Regions from separate parts of the Mus musculus genome. Here regions 1 and 2 are each linked to region 3. A link is a contact called in public promoter capture Hi-C data. All regions are on one chromosome and are shown on one strand. The core of a region is the stretch at or near the end of the contact, and the rest is flanking DNA. Distances in the headings are between cores, read along the strand shown. Region 1 has its middle 8.4 kb from the start of Dpys. Region 2 overlaps Dpys (dihydropyrimidinase). Region 3 holds the start of Baalc (brain and acute leukemia, cytoplasmic).

Region 1 (4,621 bases), core at 449-2,948, 930 kb after region 3:
GAGGAGAAGGGGGAGAAAGAGAAAGAGGAGGAGGAGAAAGGAGGAGGAGAAAGAGGAGGAGGAGAAAAAGGAGGAGGAGGAGAAAGAGGAGGAGGAGGAGAAAGAGGAGGAGGAGAAGAAAGAGGAGGAGGAGGAGAAAGAGGAGGAGGAGAAGAAAGAGGAGGAGGAGGAGAAAGAGGAGGAGGAGAAGAAAGAGGAGGAGGAGGAGAAAGAGGAGGAGGAGAAGAAAGAGGAGGAGGAGGAGAAAGAGGAGGAGGAGGAGAAAGAGGAGGAGGAGGGGGAGAAAGAGGAGGAGGAGGAGAAAGAAGAGGAGGAGGAGAGAGAGGAGGAGAAAGAGGAGGAGGAGAAGAAAGAGGAGGAGGAGGAGAAAGAGGAGGAGGAGGAGAAAGAGGAGGAGGAGGAGAAAGAGGAGGAAGAGGAGAAAGAGGAGGAGAAAGAGGAGGAGGAGAAAGATGAGGAGGAGGAGAAAGAGGAGGAGGAGGGGGAGAAAGAGGAGGAGGAGAAGGAGAAAGAAGAGGAGGAGGAGGAGGAGGAGAAGGAGGACTGAATTAGGTATGAAACACCACTATCTCTTTACAGGTGAGCTGCCACTCAGAGGCTACAGCCAAAGTAACTTGCTGTTCCGATCTGATTTTAAGGCCACAGGGCCCACAATCACTACATTAAACCCACCAAATAGTGATAGTATTTGTGCTTTTAATTTGATAAAGCAACTACTTTTCTCCTCCAGGATAAGAAAGGTCATTTTTAAAATAGCTTGTAAAAAAAAGGACATTATCTGTATCTATACATCAATATACATGTATGACACACACACAAATATGGATAATTCTTTGTTGTCTTAAAGTCTGTTGGGATCTAATTGAAGTACCATGAAGTGGACACACTTATAGTCAATGGCATTTAGTGTATTTACAGAGGTTTGCAAGCCTCTGCTAACCAGATTTTAGGAGAGTGTCATCTCCTAGAGAAGGCCTATTGGCCAAGGAAACCTTGAGGTGTCTTTCCCTGTGCCGTTCATTCAGCCCAGTTCCCCCCTAGAGCATTCTAACTGCAAGACCTTTGTCAGGTTAAATGAGGATGTATCTTTTTACAGCCTCTCGGCAACTATGTAACTGGGGATTACTTCCTCCAGGGCCTGGAGCTGCCCCTTTAAATGTATTCATAAAGGAACATGGTTTTCCAATCCCCCAGGCTGTGTGGAAGGAACAGAACGCAACCTCAGTACACACAGTGATCAACTGCAGGTAAGCTGACGCATGGATGAGACTCCCTAGTGCCCTTCAGCGTGTTTCTGCTAGCTCTCTGTGACTTTGCATCTGAAGGTATGGATTACTTGTCCTCTATGGCATCACTCTGTCTTGCTTGTCTCTGTCTTCTGTAGTTTTTGACATCTCCCAACTCATCTCCCTTTCCTGAGCCCTAAGGAAAGACACGTTGACTCTCCGTGAACCTGCTCCTTGTGAACGTTTTCGATCAGTGGGACCACACACATTTGGGAGGCTGTTCATTAATTTGTGAAGTAGGTGGGATTTTAGATTTTTCCACTTTTGGCTGTTAGAAGTTAACGTTGGTATTTGTGGATACATTTTATAAGGACAAGCTTTCAGCTGTATCTAGGAATAGCATTTCTGGCTCATGTGGTGGCTCTGTTCATTTTGAGGCACTTCCAGGCTGTATTTACAACGCAGTGGCATAATTTTACATCCCTACCATGCATCTGTGAAGCGTCCAATTCCAAACCCTTGCCAGCACCACTCACTGCTCCCTCTCAGCACAGCCATCCTACCGATTGTCAAGCGTTTGTTTCCTAATCTTTTTTTAATACAACAGAATATTTCATTATGTGACTATTCAAACCTAAGTAGGAAATATATCTATTGATCTCTAAGTGAAAATGCAGCGTAGGAAGAATTAATTTGAGTTCTGAAGTTATACTGCATCTGATACCAGTGACAAAGTCACTTGCTGATGTTCATGCTGATATATGGATGCATGATGCTGATAAATCTAATAAATAAATAATGGGCCTAAACAACAAACTCCATGATCATCTCAACAGATGCAGAAAAAGCCTTTGGTGGCATCCAACATGCTTTTTCAGTGGTGAAGTGTCATTAGGTTAGAAGGGGAGGGAAAAGATTACAGTCCAGGCAATTTGACTCCAGACTTTCAGAGGCTATATTGCTGCTTCCAATAGATTTTGAACTATCATGTAGAGACAGAAGTTATTTTAAATGTAGTTGAAAAAAAGCCCTGTGCATCATTTGTATTTACAACATGCCAAACTGTTTCTCTTAAGTTGTATACCGTTTTGTGTGTGTGTGTGTGTGTGTGTGTGTGTGTGTGTGTGTGTGTGTGTGTGTATGTTTGCTAGGAAATAGAACTCAGGACATTGAAGCTGTAATAAGTTAACCACTTTAAACTCCCTGGAGGGTGTGTGTGTGCTCCTTGTTTCCCGACCCAATCCCTTATGGATTCCCCCCAAAAAGACACACATACACAACCTTTTATTTTAAATACCTTAAACAGCTCAATTGGTGGGTCACTCCCTAACTCCATGAGGCTAACACCCACTCCCCTCTGATATTCCTGAGTTAATACTTACTAAGTTTATATTTTATCTTTGCTGCCCTGGCCTCTGCTGGGCAGCCCTTCTGGAGCTGCCTCCCCCCACCCCATTGACATGTCTGCAGTCTCTCCCTCCTGCACTTTGCTGCATGGTCTGCCTCCTACACCCTTGTCATGCCAGAACCCCCTCTTCCTCGTTCCTTTCCTGGGAATCCTAAATGTCCTGCCCTGTGTTTCTGTCAGCCATTGGCTGCTGGTAGCTTTATTGACCAGTCAAAAACCAACTGGGGACAAGCTGCTTTTAGTCCTATGTGCAGGACACTGCAAACAGGTTTTTTTGGGGGCAACATAACTAGCATGAGAACACAATGCTATAAGACCTAAAACATGTCAGGCAAGAATTATGACACTTAGCTACATTCCTATCCAATGCTGGGATTTTTTTAAGTTCATATAATAAATAAACACAGGATGCAATCAATATGCTTAGTAGATGAGAGTGGAGCTGATTTGATATGCTTTTAGCAAACAAGCTTCTTTTGGAGACAATAAAACTGTTTTTCTACTTATAATAACATTATTATAACGTTATAATAGCATTTCATTATTTTTTAATGTATGCCACAAACCGTTTGCTGCGTCTGTTACTGATTGTGGAGTTGATCTTTCTCTGTGGGATCTGGGTTGACCTTAACGATGTAAGAAAGCAAATGTGGAGAAGTATGCTAGGAAGTCTGCAACTCAGATCTACGAGACCTGCAGCTTCTGCAGAGGGTCGCTGACTATTTCTAGATCTCAGCTTCTATGCTGTAGGAAGCACAAAGACCCTGGGATAGCTTCACTCGCAAGACCGCAAGCTCTCTGAGTTCCCAGCCAGCAGCCAGCAGCCAGCAGCCAGCAGCCAGCAGCCAGCAGCCAGCAGCCAGCAGCCAGCAGCCAGCAGCCAGCAGCCAGCAGCCAGCAGCCAGCAGCCAGCAGCCAGCAGCCAGCAGCCAGCAGCCAGCAGCCAGCAGCCAGCAGCCAGCAGCCAGCAGCCAGCTCTTTCTGATTTGCAAGATGGTAGTTGCTGTAAACAGGTTTGGGACAGTCTGCCACACAGCAGTAGATGGTCTGAGGCCTTTACAAGTGTCTGTACTCACAAGGTAGTGCTGATCAGTTAGGATGAGCCCAGCCCCCCCAAGCTGTCCTCATGATGATCTGGGACCAGTGCTTCTCTCAACTGATAAACTTAACGTCTCTTGTGATTCATCTTTCAACTGTTGAGTCAGACATGAGTAAGGTTGAATCTTAATCTTGCCACTATTGCTAATCAATACTTGTATATTCATCGTAGGATTGTAAAGTTGATAGGACTGGACCAATGATAGGTACTTAAAAATAGGCTAATTTGCCTAGAAAATTCCATCCCATAAGGAAAAAGCAAAAATAAATAAAACAAAATCACATTTAGAGGCTGGCACATGTCTTTTTCTAGTACCTTTGAAAAGAGGCTTATTTATGTATATGAGTGATCTATCTGCATGTACACCTGCACACCAGAAGAGGGCACCAGATCATATCATAGATGGCTGTGAGCCACCATGTGAGTGCTGAGAATCAAACTCAAGACCTCTGCAAGAACAGATAGTGCTATTAACCTCTCTAGCATTTGTACAAGAAAACATCACATACATGACTGCGGCCAACCACCATGCACACGTGGCTTACGGTTTCATGTATGTGACAGCAGGAGGATATCAGAGGTGAGGGCAGGACAGCTCTTTCTTGTGTTTACTCAGACTCCACTCAGCTCTAAACCCCCATAAAACGTCCTTTCCCCTTTACCACCTCGGAGGGAACCCAAGCCAATGCTCACTTGTGATCGTTTAACTTGTCATGAATGTGCTACCCTCGCGAATTCAAGGAATCCAAGAAAAGGCTGCTCTCCGCTGTCTCCCACTGGCCTGTAAACAGGGCCCTGAACAAAGCAGGAGGCACTGTACTAGAACTGACTGAGAGAGCAGAGAGGCTGGAGGGTAAGACATGAACACTTGTGACTGTGGTGGGCACT
Region 2 (4,637 bases), core at 789-3,288, 880 kb after region 3:
CCTTTTAACCAAGTAGCACTCTCAAAGCCACAACCAGCTCAGAAAAGACAAAGTTGTTAGCTTCAAACCTTTTCAAAGAAAAGTTTTAATAAAAAGGTTTCTTCTCCCACCAGGGTATTACTACCCCAATGCCTGAATAACAGGCTGGATTTCGTGTGGATTAATAACAATAAAAAAATAACGCTCATACCTCAACATCTCTATAATTATCATCCACCAAGAAATTGTCCTGGGAGCATACACATCTGTAGTAAGAACTGTGTGGAGGATGCTCCTCCAACTGTGCAGACCCACCTGTGGGTCCCAACACCATGCTGCATCATGACAACGCAGCAAGGACATCATGGTGTAACCATCGTTTCTACGTAGGCACCTGCACAAGCCCTGAGTGCACATTGCTCTTCTCTACCACATGAACTGGGACAACTGAGCTTTGGGGCCTGGGAGAACAGTTCTTTACAGAGTCTGTCAGCACTGGTGTGAAAAGCTAATCTTTATGCTGACCAGCTTTTCAAAACAATCACAGACTGTGTGTGTGTGTGTGTGTGTGTGTGTGTGTGTGTGTGTGTGTAGTGTGTATGCTTGTGTGAGTACTTGTGTGTGTGTGTGTGTGTGTGCTTATGTGTATGGTGTGTGTGTGTGTGTGTGCTTGTGTGTGTGGTGTGTGTGTGGTGTGTAAATGCTTGTGTGTATGCTTGTGTGTGTGCTTGAGTGTGTGGAGTGTGTATGCTTGTGTGTGTGCTGTGTGCGTGGTGTGTATGTGGTGTGTGTGTGTGGTATGTGTGCTTGTGTGTGTGGTGTGTTGTGGTGTGTGTATGCTTATGTGTGTGCTTGTGTGTGGTGTGTGTGTGTGCTTCTCTCTGTGTGTGTACGCTTATGTGTGTGGTATATGTGTGGTGTGTGTGTGTGTGTGTGGTGTGTGTATGCTTGTGTGTGTGCTTGTGTGTGTGCTTGTCTGTGTTTGGTGTGTGTGTGCTTGTGTGTGTGGTGTGTGTATGCTTGTGTGTGTGGTGTGTGTATGCTTGTGTGTGTGCTTGTGTGTGTACTTAGGTGTGCTTATGTATGTGCTTGTGCATGTGTGTGTGGTGTGTGTGCACTCTCATGTGTATGCATATACTTCTTTGGAGGAAGAAGACAAGAATTACAGTTCAGAAATTAGATAGCACACAATGAGTTATCTAGTTTTCTCCAAGGAAAATGCCAAGCGGTCTCTTTGAAGCTCTCCCTGATGATATGACCCTATGTACACACCCTAAGCTTCACTGTTTGGTTCATGATGCTTTTTACTCCCTATTGCTCCATGTCCCTTAGAGAACCATCCCTCTCCTGCTCAATTTCATACAAAGGTTCCTAGGCAGAACCCAGGGGCACATTCATAATCTTCAAGTCATTACTCTTCACTGAATACAAAGTTAAATTCGTTTATCTCTATCTACACTGAGAAAAGGACGGAAATTAAGCAGGAGAGGCAGCACAATGCCTTCCAGAATGGTGAATGCAAGGTCAAAGCTTGCTGTAATTGAGTTTAAAAAAAATAATAAACCCCAAATAACTGGAAACAAAAATATGCCTCCTCTGCAGAATACAGAGCGGCTAGAAGTCTTCATCAAATGTTTCAATGCACACAGTAGTCAGCTGTGCTGGTATGCTTGAGATGCTGTGAGATGCCCTGTAGCTCATAAATACAGAAAAGGGACAGTTTCCATAGTAACTAAGTGCTCTTTAATGAATACCAAAGAACCAGAGCTCAAAGGAGAGCCTTAAATTGCCAGACCACGAGTTGCTGCTGCTCCTGCAGACCTGCAGGCAGCTCACATTCCCCTTTCTCTGATCAGAGTTTTAACAGGTTGGCCATTTTGACTGATCTCTGTTTCAACCATATGACACCTTAAAATTCTGTTTCAATATCACATGAAACCCACACTCTTGATTTCTTCTCTATAAGCTAAGTACCAGAATATTCTACCCCAAAAAAGGCCAAACAACTAGATAAAGGGCTATGTCCTTAACTCTAAAGCTTTGACCGGAGCAGTGAAGCACAGGGCACACACTTCTGTCACAAGAGATAGACACAGGCTCAATGAGCTGTCAAACTGAATACAGGGGACTCTTCATTTCCAAAGCAGAAAAAAAAAAGTTGATAATGTTCTCTTTGCACTAAATGCAGCCTTTTTTTTTTTTTAAATGTGCAATGACACAGAGGAGGTATTGCAGTTGGTTTTGCAGGGACTTTTTCTTTACAGGCTTGTTATGTCTAAGGTCATCTTTCATCAGGATTTCCTACCTTTCCCCTCATACGCCCACTCCCAGTCCTCTCTCGAGATCCATCAGCACACTGATGTCAGTGCCTCACTCTTGGAACCATGCAGCTTCTATAGATTTACAAAACAAGCAGCAGAAGGAGAAAAGTGTGGATGCCCGGCTTTTCTTTCTCCTGACCTCCTTTGGTGACATTAATGAAACCCGGTTTTAGGGCAGCAGGCTATGTGGCAAGCACACTGTTTTCTACGTGCCGTTAATAACCAACAGGAATAACAAACACACAGAAACATCTAGGTACCATGTAGCCCCCAGAGCGTTAGCAATCGCTTCCTCTCTCAGGAGGCTGCCTCCTTACATAACCAGCAGATCGGGCAGCCCAGTGCGGGTTGTGGGCGCCCCCTTCAGGATATGGGATTCAATGCACATTGCCGTCTTCTGTCATTTATGCTAAAAGCATTTGAGGAATTTTGCAGTAAAACATCTAGTGTCTAATTATATGTTAAAACAGAAATCATATATAACACTGGACTGTAACTAATGTTAAAATCACCATCGTAGGATAAATCCATTTCTTCCCTTGATTAAATAATTCTTTTCCACAAGGCTAACTTTGTGAACATTCAGCTCAGTCTATGACAGACACAATTCACATTGGAGGCCATCTGGCTGCCTTCTCTTCTTTCTTCAGGCAGCCTGGACGCCTGCTCCTCCCCCGTGCTTGAGTTTACTCTGCCTCAGCTTCAGTTCGACTCTCGGGTACGGATCCTCTGCCCACTCTCATCCCACGTGACGTGACAGTACACCTCCCTCTGGCCTCATGCAGGACCGCTCTGCTCTGAACCTCTCAAACAGTATTTTTGTTTGTTTGTTTTTTGTTTTTCGAGCCAGGGTTTCTCTGTATAGCCCTGGCTGTCCTGGAACTCACTTTGTAGACCAGGCTGTCCTCGAACTCAGAAATCCTCCTGCCTCTGTCTTCCGAGTGCTGGGATTAAAGTCGTGTGCCACCACGCCCGGCTTCATTTTTTTAAAATTTTTTATTAGGTATTTTCTTCATTTACATTTCAAATGCTATCCCAAAAGTCCCCTATACCCCTCCCCCCCCCACCCTGCTCCCCTACCCACTCACTTCCACTTCTTGGCCCTGGCGTTCCCCTGTGCTGGGGCATATAAAGTTTGCAAGACCAAGGGGCCTCTCCTCCCAATGATGGCCAACTAGGCCATCTTCTTCTACATATGCAACTAGAGACACAACAATGAGAGGTACTGGTTAGTTCACATTGTTGTTCCTCCTATAGGGTTGCAGACCCCTTCAGCTCCTTGGGTACTTTCTCTAGCTCCTCCATTGGGGGTCCTGTGTTCCATCCAATAGATGACTGTGAGCATCCACTTCTGTATTTGCCAGGCACTGGCATAGCCTCACAGGAGACAGCTATATCAGGGTCCTGTCAGCAAAATCTTGCTGGCATATGCAATAGTGTCTGGGTTTGGTGGCTGTCAAACGGTATTTTTAACACATCCCTTCTGAGAGTAAACTATCTCATCTTATATTCCCTCTCCTCTTCCTGGACCAAAGGAAGGACCAGTATAGCCTGGACTCTCAGAACCTGTCTCCAAGGCGAAACAGCCCAGAGTGCGTTTGAGAGCACAACAGGAGAGCAGTTCTCTTCACGCTCCAGCTACTTCTGCTTGAGAAACAGCTCTCAGCCTCAGAAGTCAAAGTCTGCTTCAAGAGAACGAAAGGAGTCCAGCAGGGCATCCTCTCTCACGCTTGGAAAAATCTCATTTTTACGGATACATCTCTGCATCCTGTTACTATTGAAGGATCCTGTACAATAATTAAGAGCAAACTTTATATGCCCCAGTACAGGGGAACGCCAGGGCCAAAAAGGGGGAGGGGGGGTAGGGGGTTGGGGGGTGGGTATGGGGGACCTTTGGAATAACATTGAAAATGTAAACGAGGAAAATACCTAATTAAAAAAAAAGAATTAAAAAAAAAGAGCAGAGTGAGGGGATGCCCCCCTTGACTTCCTCCGAAGCACAGCTGTCACTGAAGGCAATCTTCCCAGTGTCTCCCAGCCACTGCCAAATCCCTCCTGCCTCCTGAGCCATGTGGAAGGCCGCTCTCTTCCACTTTGCCCAACCACATTCTCCGACATGCTACTGGGCTGAGCTTGACCAAGCTCAAGTTCCAAAGTACCTTTTCAAACATAAGCCTAGGGCATAGCACCTCACTTCTTAAGTTTGCCTTGTATGCAGCAACTTCCTCTCCAAGCGTGCCATACAGAAGGGGCAGATGCTGGCGCATAGCTATGCCTGGCAAAGACTGCACCAGCCAGGTACCCAGCACAGCATCAACTGTGTGGCACCACATCTGC
Region 3 (4,938 bases), core at 834-3,333:
AGCTTTGGCAAGAAGCCACTGGTCGCAGTTTATCAAGCAGCGGCATGTCTGTTTCCCAGCTTTTGACAAAGTCAGTCATTTGGTTTGTCTCCGGGATGGAAATTTTGTGGAAGATGTTCACATTAGGATGTTGCCTCTCTAGGGGCAGGCAAATTTTAAGGAGCTGGCAAATTTATCTCAGTTTATGATGCTTTTCCAGAATCCACTGTGAGACAAATAAAGATAAGCATTTTGCCCATAACCCTCAGAATAAGCAAGAGCATTAATCTGTTAGATGGAGATCTGTATGTAGCAGCTACATCTATGATCATAATATAAGGATCCTGTGCAGTCTCTAAAGTCCTCTGCCTCAGAATCTAGGGGGACTTTCAGAAATCCATGTTCCTGAGTCTCTACTGAATCAGAAATCTGGGCCAATGGATGTCAGGATTTGCATTTTAAGACACCATTAATGGGTTTCCTAAGCACTAAGGTTGAGAGCAGCCTGCTTGGGAGTTTTACTAGGAGGAAGCACTTGCTTGTACCCCAAGCCTCAGAAAAGCACAGGTCTAGAATTAGACTTCAATGTCTCCTCCTTTACAGTAAGGGCAAGTCCCCCACCCCAGGCTGGAGTAGGAAGAGAGTGGTAAGCAACAGATAAGCAGATGGCACCCAGCATCAATGCAGGGGCTACTTTAGTCACTGAGCATGGATCATGGTTCCTAGTTCACAGGGCTCCTGTGAGGGTTAAAGGGGCAACATGCACAAAGGCTCTAACGATGTCTGACACAGACAGGGTAAGCATTATTTATGGCCTAGCACCAGCTGTCTCTTCCTCACAATCCTCTCTTTAGCCATGTTGGTTACATTCTTAACTTATGACTCACACAATCAGCTAAGTGCTTACCGACTAGCCTACCGAGCCTGGCCTATAAGCTGAGATGTTCTGATAGCAAGCTAAAAAAATGAGGCCAGCCAGGGATCGTTGCCATATGTAACCTTTCTAGATTGCTTAAGAGGGTACCCCAAAAGGTCAGCCACAAACCCCGTGTTTCTGTTGTGTGAATCTAGCTTGTATTTCTTACCAAAATGTGAAAATACAGAAAAAGGACAAAGTAAACTACATTTCCCTCTGTTACCCAGAAGTGTAGCCTATACAAAAGACTGGCTGGTCACTTTCAGCAAATCAGCTGCAGTCATGAGCCCAGGACCTCCTGGGCTCAGAAAGGGCCTGGCTCAAATTCAAAGCTCAGTGAACACTGTCTTGACACTCTTAGTCATTTTATTTTTGAATTTGAGTCATACAAGTGAAATTCAAGGCCCCTGGGTACAGCTTCCTGTTGTGAGCCAAGTCCCAGATGGTGGACGGCCATCTAGACTAGGCTGGTGGAGGAAAAGGGATGGCCTCTCTGGCTGTTCCCTCATGCCCGTAACTCCTGTGGCATCTGGCTGGCTTCTCTCCGCTCATTTGGCAGATCCCTTCTTTGATCCCTGGGCCTTTTTCTCCTACAAATCAGGTACTTGTTGTGTGTCCTGAATTCCCATCTTGTCCTCCTTTTGCTTTTTAGTGAGGTCATTTATTTGAAGTTCTGTGTTTCTTGGCATTTGTTGTGGGAGACACACTTGCTCAGTCCAATAGGTGGAGACTAGGAAAAATTATCTTTGTGTAACCGTCAAGAGAGTGACCTTACTTCTAGGAATTTATCCCAGAGAACCACTAGGAATAAAATTATTAATCAAAAGGAATGTTATTCCAGTAACATCTAGCATTAGAACGTGGAAACAAATATCCAGTTAGAGGGCATTGGTTAAATGATTGCTTGTTCGTACGACCAGCAGACGTGTAAAAAATAACATGGCCGAGTGTTTAATAATGTGGAAAAGTTGCCATCAATGTGTTAAGTGAAAACTTCAAGCTACAAAGCTATTTTTAAATCTTATTTTTAACGTAAAAACACACGTATTCTTACAGGAAAAGATAGCTTTACCAGGTGGAACTTGAGGCCACCTTTTGCTATTAGCTGCCCTTTCTTTGCCACCTTGGGATTGCTTGTAACAGCTGCCATTTGCAAGCCTCTGGTGCCATTCTCTCCTTGCCTCCCCAGGTGTGCTGGAAGACGGACTGTCCTCTAACGGGGTGCTCCGACCTGCAGCCCCGGGTGGAATAGCCAACCCAGAGAAGAAGATGAACTGTGGGACCCAATGTCCCAACTCACAGAACCTCAGCTCAGGCCCTCTGACCCAGAAACAGAATGGCCTCTGGGCCACAGAGGTAGGGTCAAAACTACAACATCAACTGGGGATGGAGAACAGGGGTGGAACTTACAAATCGGGACCACCAGCACTGTGTCCAGGGAAGGAAGACCTCGGGACCTCGGGAATCGAGGTTTTCCACCACTCAATGTAAAAACTTACTGCAAATGCCATTTTAATCCTTTCCTTGTGGGCTGTTGAGTTTTATTTAACTTATAGAAACGAGTCCTAGAGAGTTGCCCTCTGGAGGAAATGTGTGTTGGTTCAGGTACACAGCTTTGTCCAAAAGTCTCCTTGTGTTAGGCAGCAAAGCCAGCGGAAGGAAACAAAATTGGCATTGTACCTCATACCCTCTAATCAGCTGGTCAGTGCAAGGGTCTTCAAGGGTGACTCTTGTAAAATATCATACCAGCATCACCAGAAAGCTTGCTGTTTGAAAGAAGGCTGGATGCGGTCCTGGACCAGGCTGGCATCCTTTGATCCCTTACTTCCCAGAGGTTCTCCTGCTGTGCCTGGCTCCTCCATGGGGTAGGGCTGGGGGAGTGAGGGCTGCAGCCCAGAATGAAAGCTCTGAGCAATTGGAGACTCTGCAGTCTCTTCCTCCTCCTCCTCTTCTCCTCCTCTCCTTCTTCTTCCTCTTCCTCTCCTCCTCTCCTTCCTCCTCCAATTTCCTCATCTTCCCTGAAGTCCACCATTTACTTGAAGGTTCAGAACCCACTGATCCCACCTGTCCCAGCTCTGGCCTCCTGCATCCCGAGGGCACAGTTTCCTACCTAGTGATGGTATTCTTTTTGTTTTTTCTTCTGATCAGTCCCTTACATGGTAGTTTATTTCCCAAAGCACTTTCTTTTTCTGAGTTGATAGATCACAAAAGCATTGTTTTGTGTAGATGAAGACAAGGATCAAGTTTTTCCGTTACAGCAAAGACATTGTAAACATGTACATGGACCTTAAATAGCATACAATGCCATGGGGAAGAATGAAAACTAGCTAAACCCCGAGGTGACCAATTTTATTCCATTTCACTGTGTAACAAAGCTTATCGTTTGCAAGAATTTTGCGATGGAATTCCTTTTCACATCATTAAGTTGCTTTCAGTGGCTTTGATCAGCAAACCAGTTTCAAATTTGTCTCCAAAGTTCATTACCCGAGGAGACTTGTAGAGTCAATCTTTCAGAATCTCAGGTTTCTTAAACATATAGTGGAAATAAAATAATATCCAAAGGAACAGACAGATGGGCCTCCTCTTATAGACTGCGATACAAAGAACAATGGGAAGGAGGGACAAACATGATAGCTGGGCCCACAACACAATGACCTCATTAAGTGGAATGCTAATGGAGCCCAAAGGCTAGCTGGGGAAGGGAGATGGAAGGGTCTTGTATTGTCTACTTTGTGCATCAGCTGACTTTCAGGAGACCCAGTCATCATTGACAGAGTGCAAGGCAGTTTGGGGTCCACAGAACCATGTTCACGAGGTTGAGTGTTCTAGAGAAGGTCCAGATGTCTGTCTCCTAATCCTTCTCTCCATATTTGAGACACAGAATGTGTTATAGTGGAGAGATGGCAGTTACCTGGAAACAGCTTGATCTACATGCTTGTTTTCCTTGTGCCACATTCTGCCCTCCTCACCCATCATTTCAAAGTTGTGTTTTGCACTTAAAAGGGTGCTAGCTCTTAGGCCCTCTAGGCTTTGGAATCCTCCCAACAGCATCATGACCATTTTATAGGCAAGGGAAGTAAGGCATGCACTGTATGGCACAGATAGTACCATATACGTGATGGAGATGAACCTGGTGGATCAGAGCATCACAACGCAGGGCATGGGGCCATAGCTCAGTGGGTAAAGTGTTTTCCTAACAGCACAAACCCTTGGAGTTAATCCCCAGTGGGCAATGGGAGTACTGAGAAGATGAAGGTAGTGAAAGACCTCCGTGGGGATACCCCCACCCGAGTCACGAGATAGCGTGAGTGATTTGGGGTGTTGCCTCACCTGAGTCAGAACATGGGGGAGTCCTCACGTGTGGGTCTTTCAGTTGGAGGGTCAAAGTTCAAAGCTGCAATTTTACGATGGTGAGAAAACAACACGTACACTTTGGATATCACAATTCTAATTTCAAGTTGGGACCTCTTCCTCGCACCTGCAGTGCCACCTTCTCTTACATTGACAGTGGACAGAATAATGGCTTTCGGTCATCCTGGAGATCACCAAGGAACCAGCTGATAGCCCACGGTGAACTGTGGCACTGCAACCTACATTTTCAGCGTGCGTTGGGTTTATTAAGCTATGAACCATCTCCCCTGTGCACCAGCTCCTGGATGATGGCTCTTCTCCAGGAGGCACCTTTGGGAAAGCATACAGCCTCAGCCACACACCTCTTGCAGTTTTCCAATTCAGATTTACCAGAAAAAAATTGTGGGTTAAAGGCAATCCTTACTGGGCCTTGAGACTCTCTTCCTTAATTCTTAAGAGCACCCTTAAAATCCTCTGAGTTCCATCTGGCTCAGATGCCAGGGACTGCTGGAGTGCCAAGGACCCGGCCAGTGCCCATCTGGGGTGAGAGTGAGAGTCAGATGATATGATAAATAACATTGTTGCAGACTTGACTGGTGCTCTGAGGAACCTGGGAAGACATTAGTGGGGATAGTAACTGTTAGTACAGAGGCCCCCTCCAAAGCTCACATTCCTTTCTGAAGGGCGATGGG

The links. Promoter capture Hi-C pulls out the DNA fragments that hold promoters and counts their contacts.
Region 1: a contact with region 3 is called in a promoter capture Hi-C map of hippocampal neurons, with 3 times the contacts expected there. The contact joins the enhancer-like site here to the promoter of Baalc in region 3. A contact is called at or near these places in 5 of 39 promoter capture datasets (embryonic stem cells, hippocampal neurons, liver and 2 more), 1 of 115 datasets of contacts at active chromatin or transcription factors (embryonic stem cells) and 1 of 9 other capture datasets (embryonic stem cells).
Region 2: a contact with region 3 is called in a promoter capture Hi-C map of hippocampal neurons, with 2.6 times the contacts expected there. The contact joins the enhancer-like site here to the promoter of Baalc in region 3. A contact is called at or near these places in 3 of 39 promoter capture datasets (embryonic stem cells, hippocampal neurons and stem cell-derived epiblast-like cells) and 3 of 115 datasets of contacts at active chromatin or transcription factors (differentiating embryonic stem cells, embryonic stem cells and extraembryonic endoderm stem cells).

The regions. Positions count from the first base shown.
Region 1 is chr15:39,863,558-39,868,178 of GRCm38.p6, forward strand. No RefSeq gene overlaps it. Among named protein-coding and RNA genes, the nearest start is that of Dpys, 8.4 kb to the left of the region's middle. Within about 2 kb of position 1,699, at least 8 of the 459 cell types and tissues checked have an H3K27ac peak or open chromatin away from gene starts, as enhancers often do. A contact at or near this core is called in hippocampal neurons, where this site is marked.
Region 2 is chr15:39,814,608-39,819,244 of GRCm38.p6, forward strand. The region is part of intron 7 of Dpys (dihydropyrimidinase); the gene reads right to left. Among named protein-coding and RNA genes, the nearest start is that of Gm16291, 20 kb to the left of the region's middle. Within about 2 kb of position 2,039, at least 69 of the 459 cell types and tissues checked have an H3K27ac peak or open chromatin away from gene starts, as enhancers often do. A contact at or near this core is called in hippocampal neurons, where this site is marked.
Region 3 is chr15:38,931,826-38,936,763 of GRCm38.p6, forward strand. It overlaps Baalc (brain and acute leukemia, cytoplasmic), which reads left to right and starts at 2,084. Exons shown (of 2, transcript NM_080640.6): 1 at 2,084-2,251. The coding sequence starts at 2,084.